2 separate regions of the Rattus norvegicus genome follow, and region 2 is linked to region 1. The links are chromatin contacts, called in public Hi-C maps. All regions are on one chromosome and are shown on one strand. Each heading gives the region's core, a stretch centred on a gene start, on an enhancer-like site or on the middle of the called end of the contact. The rest is flanking DNA. Distances are from core to core; before and after follow the strand shown.

What was found. A called contact is a pair of places that touch in the nucleus more often than the background predicts.
Region 2: a contact with region 1 is called in a Hi-C map of liver, with 3 times the contacts expected there. The contact joins two enhancer-like sites. A contact is called at or near these places in 2 of 12 Hi-C or Micro-C datasets (the Rat2 cell line and liver).

What each region holds. Positions count from the first base shown.
Region 1 is chr13:79,707,612-79,714,163 of GRCr8, reverse strand. All of the region lies in intron 1 of LOC102546371 (a long non-coding RNA gene), which reads left to right. LOC134481525 (a long non-coding RNA gene) reads left to right here. Exons shown (of 4, transcript XR_010057090.1): 3 at 1,785-1,962; 4 at 5,991-6,552. Among named protein-coding and RNA genes, the nearest start is that of Dpt, 55 kb to the right of the region's middle. Within about 2 kb of position 3,518, at least 8 of the 93 cell types and tissues checked have an H3K27ac peak or open chromatin away from gene starts, as enhancers often do. A contact at or near this core is called in liver, where this site is marked.
Region 2 is chr13:79,974,389-79,980,940 of GRCr8, reverse strand. It overlaps LOC120096303 (a long non-coding RNA gene), which reads right to left. Exons shown (of 3, transcript XR_005492609.2): 3 at 6,121-6,234. Among named protein-coding and RNA genes, the nearest start is that of Tbx19, 29 kb to the left of the region's middle. Within about 2 kb of position 2,605, at least 16 of the 93 cell types and tissues checked have an H3K27ac peak or open chromatin away from gene starts, as enhancers often do. A contact at or near this core is called in liver, where this site is marked.

The sequences.
Region 1 (6,552 bases), core at 2,269-4,768:
TGTTCTGCAAACATCCTATTTCACTCTGATGTAATTTTGTTGGTCGAGTATCTGGTTGATTGAGCTGTTTTTTATTCCTCCCTTGTACATATCAACAGTTGGTTGACTTACTCTGCAGCACATGAGGGTTCCTTCCTGGATCGAGTTCACTCTTTTCATTTACTATGGAAACTGTACTGTGCCTTTGGGGTTGAGTCTGTCTTTCCTCTTCCTCCGAGTGCTGTATTGCTTCTGTTGCGCTGTCTTGGTGGTCATGAGTTGCCTTAGTTTATGCGTGCCTGGAATGGCCCCATCTCTTCACAGTACAGCTTGGCTAGAAACAGCAATCTTGGTTGGCCGTTGGTCTTCAGGCCTTGTTTACCGGTTCTCACTCTCCTTGCTTTTCTGACTGTTGAGGAGAGACGCTATTCTGACGCACCTGCCTTGTGAGCTAGCATGTTTACGTACTGCTTTTATTTGTTGATCTTTGAGTTGAAATTTATTTAAATTACCCCTAAACATATTAAAAAACCCCAGCTCATCCTCATTGCAAACAAGAGATAGGTACCATAACTACAACGGGATATCACTTCTTGTCTGTCAGAGGCAAATGGCGTGACAAGAAGACTCTGTCACGCTGCTTTTGTGATAATGCAAAATACCTGCACGGAGTGGGCTCATCAATGGCTGGCAATATTATGCACACAAATGCCCTTTGCCTCAGCAACTGTGCCTCTAAAAAAATAGTTTCCAAGCATAGGTTGGCAAACGGACTCTGAACTGTGCTTTACCTGTGTACAGGTACCTTTGGCAGGCAGTGCAATGAGCTACATCAATATATTGATTGTGGTTACGTAATAGTGAAAGAGAAAATGTGCAAATGTTTGTCAGTGGGGCTTGGTTGAATAAACTGTGGCACAAAAACGTGACATGTGTCCGTTAATCAATAAAGAATGGGGTTGGACTGATGGCTCAGCAGGACCAAGATTTGATTCCCAGCATCCATAAAAGCAGCTCATTACTATTGGTAACTCCAGTTCCAGGTCTATTTAATGCCCTTTTTTTTCTGGCTTCCATGGGCACAGAGCATGGGTAGAGTATGCCAGATAATGAACTTGTAAATAGTTAAGGTCTTTGGGGACTCAGTGCATTGTTACTTGGTGTGTTGTTTTAGTCAACTGGCAAGGCAGAGCATGTGTTAGAGCAAAGCCATTCACCTCATGGGAATAACAAGAAGAGGCCAGGACCTCACACTCCCCTCTAATGGCAAATCCTTTATGACCTGAAGTCCTCTAATGAGGCTCCACCTCTGGAAGGTTCCACACATCACTGGAATAGACCCAAAGTCTTCAGTGCATGGACCTTTGGGGGCACTTATCCAAGGTGCCGTGCTGTGCTCTATTCCTAAATCTGCCTGTTATTTTAATAGGTAGGAAAAAAATCAACCGCTTAGTTTTGGGGGTCACTTAAGGAGAGTCACTGTTTCCATTAAAACATGAAATCAGTAGAATGGCACTTCATAAGGACAAGGCCGGATGTATTTTTAGATGAACTAACACAGTCCCACAAGATCACCTGCAGCAAGCCTACGAGTAGAAAGAGAATCGGAGAAGCACTTCTCTCTTGGGCCATGAAGTTCTAAAGGTTCTTAGCTATTACAACCCCTATCATCGCTAAGTATTTTATGCCCCTGTAGAGGAATAACTTTTATTTTTCTTTTTGGTTTGCATGCTCACACAATGGTCTGTGATATCAACGTGATTGTTTAGAGATCAAGTGAACTGCTCACAACTTATTTATTCCAGGAACTTCAGGCTTCCATTTCCCCAATCCTTGTTCTGATAGAGAGGGCGCTAGCTTCAGGAACAGTCACTGCTACAGATACATCGCAAATCACAGCAGAAAGTCGGGCTCGCCACATCCCCGTCTCTAAAGCTGATACCACCTTTATGACAATACAAAGATGCATGTGTGCCCTGTCAGGTAATGCCCTCTGTGATGCCATAGCAAGTAAGCACTTAGGAGATGCCTGGATTTCCTAGCCTCCAAAACCACAAGCCAAGTGAACTTTTATTTTTAAACTACTATTTTGCCTCAGACATTTTGTTATAGTAACAGAAAGTGGGCCAAAGGAATATATCCACGAATTGTGCCCTCTAATTTGTGGGTGGTTTTCATGACCTAATTCAGGACTAATGACTATTCTCCTTTGATACATTTGAGAGAGCATTGTTTCTGGTGAGCAATAGCAGGTGTTTTACAAGAATAAAGTGACCCAGACTTTGCAAGGATATAAGATAGTCAACAGGTTTGAAGGGGAGGGTTTGGCGTTTTCCTGTCTTTGTCAATGTCCCTACTGTGCTCATGCTATCATAACAGAAAGCACAAGGTGTAAGTTTTATCTTCAGAAAAGCGATGTTGGCAACAATGAGATTAAGGTACCCTAAGCACCATTTAAGAATGTAAGATTATAGTATTCGCTAACGGAAGGCCTGGACATAGAATGAAGTAATTGAGATAATGGTTTCTTAAAAAAAGTTAAATATCAGGAGAAAACAAAACAGGGAATCAGGTGCCACTCGGTCAGTTGATTGGTGGTTGGTCTCACTTAGGTGTGCCAGACAGTGAGTGTAGAAGGATGAGTGGTCAAGGAAGGTCACCCCTGCCGTAAGAGGCCCAGGAGCTTGTAAAAACGACAAACAAACAAAACCCAGACCCATCAGATGTTCCTGCTTCCGCTACACAAAGGAAAGTGAAGCTAAAAGGAAACACACAGATATAAAACTATAAAATTATAAAAGTCAGTTTTATAATTCAGATGTGTCCTTTTGTTTACTTTGTTTACCAAGCTGAGGTGGTATTTCGTTTTCCTAGTCTTTGCTCCTCTCCACAGACTGTGATGTCACAATTCTCTTCTCCCTTGTGGACATGTTGATGTTAATACTTGTCTTTGGTTGCTAAAGCCATTTTTTCTTTCCTAAGAAGGAAGGCTCACTCAGTCACTCTACAACTTCACAATCTTATATAATTTCCATGCTAGGAGCAATGTAAGTGAGGATTTATGATAATGAAATGTGGAGAAATGGTTCAAATGTTTTGAGGTGTCAGAGAAATTATTTACCCCCTCCCATCCTTGCAGGCTCTGTGTATGACATGGAGATTAACTCACTTTCTTAGTAAGAATTTGGCAAAAGCACATTTCAAATTTTCTAATAAGAAATGAGTAACTGACAACCATTATCTCAAAAAATATTGCTTATAGGACCTGATTTTTTTCGTACACCATTTTTCAGGGAAACACATATCTTGCTGGCTAAGAGACCATCTAGAGGCTTTGAAAATAGCCTTATAACTTAAGACTTTCAAGACCTTTGACCATTCTGAGCTTAGATTTGTGGTGTAGTCATGAAGCAGTAGTGTTGAAAGTGTAAATTACTGGCAAAAGTTGAAATAACCCCTGACTCATCTCTCAAGGCCACAGCCTGGTAACAGTGGAGAACTTGGGCCTGTGGCAAGCTGCTGAAGTTGGCCAGCTGCCAGACAGCGAGGTGACTGTCTGGATGAGTTGACAGCTACTTTCCCAAGGCTTTCAGCTCTGCAGTCCCCTGTCCTGAATGATGGTTATTAATAGCCCCAATTTCTGGAGCTTCTGAGTAATTCACCTCAAAGAAACTTCTCAAAGGAAAGCATGAGGCCATAAGGTGGTGCTTGCCAGTGGAAGGGTTGGACACGTGAGCTTGAACAAAACTGCTTCAAAATTGTACACCAAAAGTGATGTGCACTCTCATTACATTTCTGAATAATGAATTGTCACTTTCTAAAAATGAGAAATAGCATCCCATGGGGTATCTTGGTCCAAAATGTTTACAAATCTTCTCTCCTTATGTGTAAGGAACTTACTTTAGCAACAAGGCTAGCAACCTGATTAATTGTTCTTACATGTATAGTACCCTTGTCTTTTATAGTCCTTTTTATTTTTCAAATGGAGACAGAAGAGAAAGGGATGATGATGATGATGATGACAACGACGACGATGGTGGCAGTGGTGGTGGTGGTGATGATGATGAACTTCTATCAGAAGAAAAGGGCATGAAGAGCTTTGAGTCCCCTTCCTTAACTGTCTTTCATGTACAATGAATTCTCCTTTACTGTAGGCTGAATTTTAAATGTGATTCACCCTCTTTATTAGAGGCTGATGGGTTGATGGTCATGTCTGATAGTTAGAGGAGAAGTGAATTATACACAGTATAGCAAGAGCCAACCTGATTGTTTTCTAAGCAAATTGTTTATAAGCAAATTCAAAAACTAACAGCAAAAGTAGATAAAAATAAAACACAGATTAAATGTATTCCCTAGCTTCTTTTTGGTTCTTTTGGTAAAATCTCATGGATAGTAAAGCTATTTTTGAAAAATTTAAATTAATTACCTATACTAACAAGGTAACTATATATATATGTATATATATATATATATATATATATATATATATATGGTCAGGTGAATAAAAATTACTTCACCTGATAAACATTATACATGTATTATGTCTTTATGATTCTACAGATGATATATTGAAACAAGCATCAGCGATGAGTTTTCCAAAGATTTGGAAAAGGGGAAATAAAATTGTCATGAGTCATAACCTAAATCTCACAGATAAAATATGCAGCGTCATTTTCCTATTTAGGATAGAATGGTTTTCCTGTAGCGATAGGCAAGCCCAACTTCTCCAGGGTTTAAATGTCAGACTTGGATTTTGCTTATGGCATGTGACGTTCACGAATTTAGGGGATGCCACTGTTCCACATGGTTTCCACTTTGGGCCCCAAAGCGAACTCCACCTTGGCAGATAAAAACTAAAGCGGGACTTACATTCATGGGTAAATGTTTCTGTCCAGGAGTGACATTTAGTACTTGAAAATTATTGGCCAGGAACAGTCATGATGCCACACCTAACTCAAAGAAGTTATTAAAGAGTAATTTGGTTATATGCCCAAAAATAGGCACTGTAATGGCTGTTTTGATTTTAAAGGAAAGAATTGGCTCAAAAGTCAATTATTTATTATAACCAGATATAAAAAGTTAACATATTTGAGGAATATGTCAGCCAAAGTACACCATAGGTCATGGTGCTGATGGGTAACATAAGTGTACCCACTGGAGATGGCAGTGTGCTCTGTGAAAGCCTCACTGTTTCAGTTGCCCTCCTTATTCTATGGTCACTAAGGGATGTAATCCTTCACAGAAGAATTAAATAAGACTTTCCTACAGATAAATAGATGGTCAGAAGGATACCATAATACAATTCTTCTACTCTAGCTTTATTTTGATACTTGGATGTTCTGGTTTTGGAAATTGATTTGTCCGAGCATGCTCAGTTTGAATGATCCTTCAAAGTTAAAATAGTGCCCTGTGCGCTGAAGAGACGGCAGCTTTGAGTCAATGCGGTTTTAAGTCAACTCTAAAGCAAGAGGACTCACCAAAGGGAGGCTATTTCCTCACTCCTCCTAAGCATAACGTGTGATGTAAAGACTTGGTCCCTCTGTGTTGTGTATTCGAATTTGAAGGAACATTATAATATTCTAGTAAACAGTGTCAATGTTATATCATTCCAGCTTGGAAGCCAACTCAAGGGATTGAAGGGCAAAAATAAGAGCCTATTCCACACTCCAACTTCTTTCAATTCATTATGGGTTATTTCAAGAAGCAGTGAAAGGTGATACAATAGCTAATAAAACTTTACAATGCACTATATTACTTTATGAACAAAATCATAAAATTTTCACTTCTATGTGTAACTGTTGGTATAGTTTCTATCAGGTGTGGCAATTGTGATGGTTTGGATGAGTCCACAGGCTCATATGTTTGGATACTTGGCACACAATTGATGGAACTGTTTGGGAAGGATTAGGAGGTGTGGCTTGTTGGGGGGAGTATGCCACTAGGAACAGCCTTTGAGGTTTCAAAAAACTTGAGCCATTCTCAGTGTGCCTCTCTTTGTCTCCTACTTGCAGATCAAGATGTGAACTCTTAGCTGTTCCTGCAACCATGCCTTCACTTCACCATCATAGACCTAATCCTCTGAAACCATAAACCTAATTAAACAATTAAATGCTTTCCTTTATATGTTGACTTGATCATGGTGTTTGTCAGAAGTAGAAAAGTGACTAAGACAATAGTCAAATACATTATTTTTGTGAGCCAATAATTTTATATTATTATACAAAGATTCAAGCCAGAGAGAAGTAATTAATTCACTTTAAGTAAATATTCTCCTCAATAATCTGAGTTGGACTCATCCAATGACTGAAAAGGACCTAAAGGAAAAACGAAACTTATCTTAATAGAAGACATTTGCTGAGAACTAGAGTGTCAGCTCCCATTCAAAGATTTTCAGCATCTTTGGTTGTCCCTACAGTCACATAAGACGATCTTTTAAAACAAAATTTATTATCACACCGAAACTATTCTGTTTTCCTTTATAGAACTGACATGGATTTTTTTTAATATGAGGGAGCAAAATTCTGCTATAATAGACACAAATCTTTAGGAGTAGCTTTTGAATTGGGTAACAGG
Region 2 (6,552 bases), core at 1,356-3,855, 270 kb before region 1:
TCACTCCTGTGGCCCTGGACGCTCTCTCCAAGAAATCACAATTAGTAATTTTTAGCTTATGCTGGAAGGGGTGAAGCTCTGAGGATCACCTCCTTCAGTTCCTGGTGCAGCCGATATCCCAGTTGCTGCACGAGCCCATGTTGGGTTCACACATGTGCGTCTCTGAACTCCACAGTAGGCTGACCTGCCCACATCAATCATTAATCAAGGAAATGTTCCCATGACATGAGCACAGGCTGGTTGGGTGGGCAGAATTGCTCAATTGAGGTTATCTTTCCCCAGGTGATTTTAGCTTGTGTCATGTTGACAAAAACTAACCAGATAACACACACTTGCTACAGCTCAGCCTGCATGGTGCGCCTGTGTTTTATGCTACTTAAGAATGACTCAGTGAAATGTCTTGAGGTTGGACTGCTGAACTGAATTGCTAGTGTTTATTGAGCACTTACTATGTGACAGTACTGTGTTAAGTACTTTGCATGCATTATCTAACTAAATGCATTCGAAAGGTACTTAGCATTTTTAAAGGGCTCTATTAATTTTTAACTTGCAACCAGAAGCTTTAGATGTTTAAAGGGTTGAAGTATTTGATATTTAATTTTTAAATTATGTTTATATGTATGTGGGGCGGAGGGGAGGGCACATGTGCTTGACTCTGTGTGGAGGTCAGAGGACTTCCTTTCAGGAGTCAGTTCTCTTCTATCACGTGGGTCCTGGGGGCTGAACTCAGGCTGTCAGTCTTGGCACCAAGTACCTCACTTACTCAGCCATCTTGCTGGCTTCAGTTTGTAGGTTTTTAAAGCATATTTACAGAGTTGAACAAGCACCATTTAATTATAAACCATTTTCATCAGCCTATAAAGATAACTTACTTCTATTGGTTGTCATTTCTACTCCCTTCGGGTTTCTGTACAACTCCCAGCCCCAGGTAGCCATGAGTGAACTTCCTGTGTAGACTTCTCCATCTTGGATACTTCACAGACATGGATTCATGTGATTTTGGTGACTCTCCCGGGTAGTTTCTTTTACCCAGTGTGTAACTTTAGAGGTTCATTGATGCAGGGAGTATCAGCATCCTGGTTCACTGATACAGGACACGCCAACATGCCTTTCTGTGCAAATGGTATTCTTTCACTCATATAAACATACATCGTGTTCACGCTTTCATTCACTTGGTTAACGGGCATCTGGTCTGAAGCCGCTTTTTTTTTTTTTTTTTTGGTTCTTTTTTTCGGAGCTGGGGACCGAACCCAGGGCCTTGCGCTTCCTACGTAAGCGCTCTACCACTGAGCTAAATCCCCAGCCCCACTGAAGCCGCTTTTTGAATGTTTGTGTGTAAGTTCCTTTGTGGCCCAGAGGCTGCCAGCTCACCCTCCAATGTACGGAGGAGGAGGGAGTCTCAGAAAGCTGAGATGGACTTCCCGACACCTTATAACTTCCAGGAAGCCAGACTCAGGCCTCTGATGATAGAGTTACACATCCTTGCACACAACACAGTGTCATTGCTGCTTTGGGAGGGGACCCAAGCAGGGATGGTCACATGATTCTGTAGGGACCTCCCTTAGCCTCTCACCATGTCAACTTGAGTCTCTAGGGATGCTCTAAATAAAGCGAAGGGCCTGCCCCTTGGGAATAAACTTGTTAGAGGTAGCAAGAAGGCGGGAGACAGAGAGATGGCCATCAGAGCAGGGCCTCATGGACTTCGGATTTCAGGGGCCTGGGGGCAGATGGCTGGTTCCAGGAAGGACTTACATGGCAGGAAAACATTACTGGGAGTTTCCCAGAATCCCTTTGGGGCAGGTTCTGTTAAAAACTAAATTTCCCAGAACAGTAGAATATGGGGTTTGAGTTCATTATAATTTGGATTATTAATGCAAATGTAATCTCAAAAAGTGCTTAGTGAAGCTTGCGAAATTAATTATAATTAGGAAAGGGATGATTGGTCTTGGAGTAGATTATTAAAAGCGCACTTGTCACTTAACACAAAATATGCTGCAGACGAAACATTCAGGGCGCTCTATGAACTGATTTTATATTTAAAGGGTGTAAGTGGGAGAAAAACTTCGCACTTGTCACGATGAGACTCTGGATTGGGAGGCCATTGCCATGTGAGGTCACTGTTTGGTGAGCCTGCCTCCAGGGTGGTCATGAACAAGGTGTCTTTCTCTGCAGAGGATAAGGTCAGCTCCCCTCTCCTGTGGACTTTTTAGTGGAAACCCAGGATGGCTTGGGCTCGTGCTGGGCTAGGCATTTACATTACTACACGGGGACATATGCTTGAGGGGTAACCAGGAGGGGGTTAAGATCCTGACTTTTATCAAATGGAGGATGAATATTTTTATGAAACGAAGTAGAGGAGTCCACCTGGTAGTGGTGGCACCCACCTTTAGTTCCAGCACATGGAGGCAGAGGCAGGAGGACTTCTGTGAGTTCGAAGCCAGCCTGGTTTACAGAGCGAGTTCTAGGACAGTCAGGGCTACACAGAGAAACCCTGTCTGGAAAACCAAAACAGGAAAGTTGAGAGAGGAGAGGAAAAGGAGCAGAAAGCTTCCAGACCCCTTACATTCCTACCGCTGCAGTTCTCAAATCCATCTGTAGGTGGAGCTATTGCTCAACACATTTATTTATGGAAGGAAACCTGAAGACCCAGCCGCTGCCGCTGTTTCTTCATTGCAGTTAACCTTGTATGTTTATCTCAGTTTTATTGGAAGCACCCCCAAGCCCTTGTTTGCACCCGGATCCCTAGGTACACTTGCATGTGTCCTTAAGAGTTTCCTTTTTCAAGCTGTAAAACCCCAGGCTTAGAGCATGGTCCAACAGAGGGCGAGATGTCACATAACAGATCAAAATTTAGATTTGCTGAGTCACGCAAGTCACAGGACTGGAACTCACCCGGTAAGACCTGGCCTCCAACAGGGTCCTGGGCATTATGCTAACCATTGACTTACATTTACACACTCACACTACACACATGTGCACCCATGCACATGCATGGGGGATTAAGAGACCCCCTCGGCTGTGACGTAGTCCCACTGCAGATGTAGCATTCCCACTGCAGAAGGAGCATTCACCTGGACCACTCTGCAGCGCCCTTATGGGAATTTGAAGGCAAGAGAACTGATGGGAAAATGGAGTATGAGCTGTCTAGTCTGACAAGGAAGTCCTTTGCTTCTGGCCCAGAAGGTAGGCGTGTGTGTGTGTGTGTGTGTGTGTGTGTGTGTGTGTGTGTGTCCAGTATCAGTGAAGCTTTGAAAGAAGAACTCATTATCTTGGGAGGATGACAGAAATCTTAGGTCATTCTCAGTTGTCTCCTCCTCTTCCCCCTCTTGAAAAAAAAATTAATTTAATGGTGCATATCTGTGAAGTTTGTCTTTGTGTGGGTTGTAGATGTGGGGAGATGCCTGTGGAGGCCAGAAGAGGGCATCAGATTCCCTGGAATTGGAGTTTCAGGTGATTGTGAAATACCGGATACGGATGCTGGCAGCCCAATTCTGGTCCTCTATGAGAGGACCTGTTAAGCACTGAGCCATCTCTCCGGCTCCCTCAACAGACACTTTAAAATGGCTTCCATGTTTATAAACCTCAATATAGCTATCGTTTTTGTAAAAATAAATAAGTAAGTAAATAAATAAGTAAAAATAAAAAAAATTGAGAGTCAATTTTCAAAACAAAAATGGCTTAAGTCATCCTAGGTCCAAATAGATACAAATGAACAGACAACATCGGTCCGGCTAAGGACTCCGACTCTAGCTGCCCTCATCTAGTAAGCTCAGACTTAATCATAGTGAAAAAAATTATCAGCAGCTCACCCTGTCCCATGTCCTACAGATGTGACAGGGTCATACTCTTGAAAAGCTTTAAACTAAACAGGTCATAAAGAGTCAAGATAAACCCACATGCCTGTAAGTGGTAAACGACGTGAACGGTTGTCCCCTTCCCGTGCTCACTGCACTCACGTGTCTGACTGAATGGGTGGCGTCTGACCTTGCAAGGTCGCTCTCACTGCCCAGTCTCCTTTGCTAATTATTAGGAGTGGGGCAGGGTATTTGCTCCTCACAATTTTAATTATTTTAGAATTCGTCTTTGGGTAACTTTCCCCTTCTGTGGAAACCTCAGCGTGTTTCTCTTCACCCTTCCTGAAGAGTTGATCTCTACTTGTTTTCTGTTACAAAGGGCTGCTGTGAAGGTCCTCCTACTGTCTGCTGCGAATGCCTGTGAGTGTCCACAGACCAGAGACTTCAGACTAGAAACGATCTTCACCACTTGCCACCTTACCCCTGTGGCTATTGTTACAATGTTTTCTAAATTGATTGAACCTGGTCACAGCTCCAGTGGTAACATGTTTCTAACCTTGGGTCCAGGGTGCAACTTGGCTCTTAATCTTTTCCAATTTTGAATCCTGTAACATTTTGTTCAGTTGTTTTAATTTTCACATTAGCTGGGAGTATCTTTTTATAGTTTTACTCTGACCAGAGTGCTTTCTTTTTCTGGAAAGTTTCTCAGTTTTCTAGGTCTGCAAATTCTTCTTCATCCCTTCTGGATAATACTCCTTTGTTGGCTTTAGGGACTCTTGCTTGGAGAGAACTTTCCTGAAGGGATGGAAGCAATATGACCGCATGATGTCTTAGCTTTTCATGCTGTCACTGAAGACCCAGAAGAAAGGAGACACACTGTGGCTGTGAGAGCCTGTGGCTCTCATGGGTGTCAAGAGGAACCCCATCTTACACACTTTACTATCCTTAACCTGTCCTAAAACGTGGGTCTAAATAGTGAGCTGGAAGCTAAACAGGAAAAGGCTTCTTGCCTCTTATCTGCAGGCTTGGGAGTTACTCGGGATCACGCCCACAGTGATTGGAGCTCACCTGGATCTAATGGAGAAAGAGGAACAGAGTGCTACCCCTGGATAGATAGTAGGTAAGGTACATCGGAGTCATGGTTAATACAAAACCACACCCTATGGCAACTACTGTGGCCGCTTTGTTAAAACACCATCACCACCATCACCACCACCACCACCACCACCACCACCACCACCACCACCACCACCACCACCACCACCACCACCACCACCACCACCTCCACCACCACCACCACCACCACCAACAACAACAACAAATTAATCTTTTATACCAGTCCAGGGTTGCTTTTACTGCTAACTTCTCAATTTTGGTTTTCTTGTTCTTTACTTTTGAACCAACTCTCCCCCAGATCTCAAGCTCACAGCTGAAACTAAGTCACCCCAGGCTTTAAGCAATCAAGCGAGAATTCAGACATGGGTAGAAAACCTTCCAAGTATTTTTCCCTCTTCCAGTTGATGCTTTGACTTTCCCCAACTTCATGGCTTTTTATCAATGATAAAGTATATTGAAGGTCCTGATTGGTTTTATAATAGTCTCAATTTGACCCTTTGAACCACCATTCTCCTTCACTGGGTGAAGCTCTACAACAGGGGAGTATCTCCTTTATCTTGTATTTCCCCAGACTAACCTAAACGTCTACAGTATGGCAGATTTTCGTCAGGGTTTGTGTGCTGAACTGTCTTCTTGGGTGACGTCATGTTTCTGTCCTTTAATGAGAATCCATCCTGCTGACTTCAGCAGGATATGCTGAGATTACTTTAAAAGTCATTTGTTGTTTAAAGACTCCTTGTGATTCCTGGAGATAGGGGGCTGTAAGTGTCTGATGAATTAGTAATGTTATGAGTTTAGCATATATATGGCTTCTTGTGTTTGCAAAGCAGGAGACATAAATGTTTCAGCATAATGGACTTTAAAGGTACCAGACTGGAAAATTATCTCCCCAGTTCTGTGTCCCTGTGGCTCGATGCTTCTACTTTTATTTCCATCCAAATGCAAATGAAGATCTACCCCACAGCCGCCCCACTTTATCCTCTGTACACGCGGGGAGTCTTGTAAAGGGGCCTAGGACTCCAAAAATTTTAAATGTGTGCTGGGCTTAAGGGTTTGGAGTCACTCCCCTAAATCCACACTGAGCATCGTCTACTAGGATTTTAGCAAACTGTGGGACAATGTGTCTTTTGTGGTGTGATGTGTGTGTGTCTAAAAAGTGAAGAGTGGAGAATAAGCGAAGTCAGGAGAAATAAGGAACATGTGAAATGTATTTGAGATGAAAATTTAATGATCATTAAATATATACATATGGAAGAGAAGCCATCTCAACCGTTCCCGACACACTTCTATATTTCCTGTCGTCTGATGTGCTTGACTCTGAATGCTGAGGGTAAGGAGAAGAGGGAAACAGTGTTACAATTGACAGCCACAAACAACCGTCTGACCTCACCTCCCACCTCAGTCTAGTTTCATTGTTGTGGGTTGGGTCATTGCTGGCTTATTGGAATTCTATCTCCTTCTTTCATATTGTTAGCATGACAGAAACTAAAATCACCTGGGGAAAGGTAACCTCAGTTGAGCAATTTTGCCCACCCAACCAGCCTGTGCTCATGTCATGGGAACATTTCCTTGATTAATGATTGATGTGGGCAGGTCAGCCTACTGTGGAGTTCAGAGACGCACATGTGTGAACCCAACATGG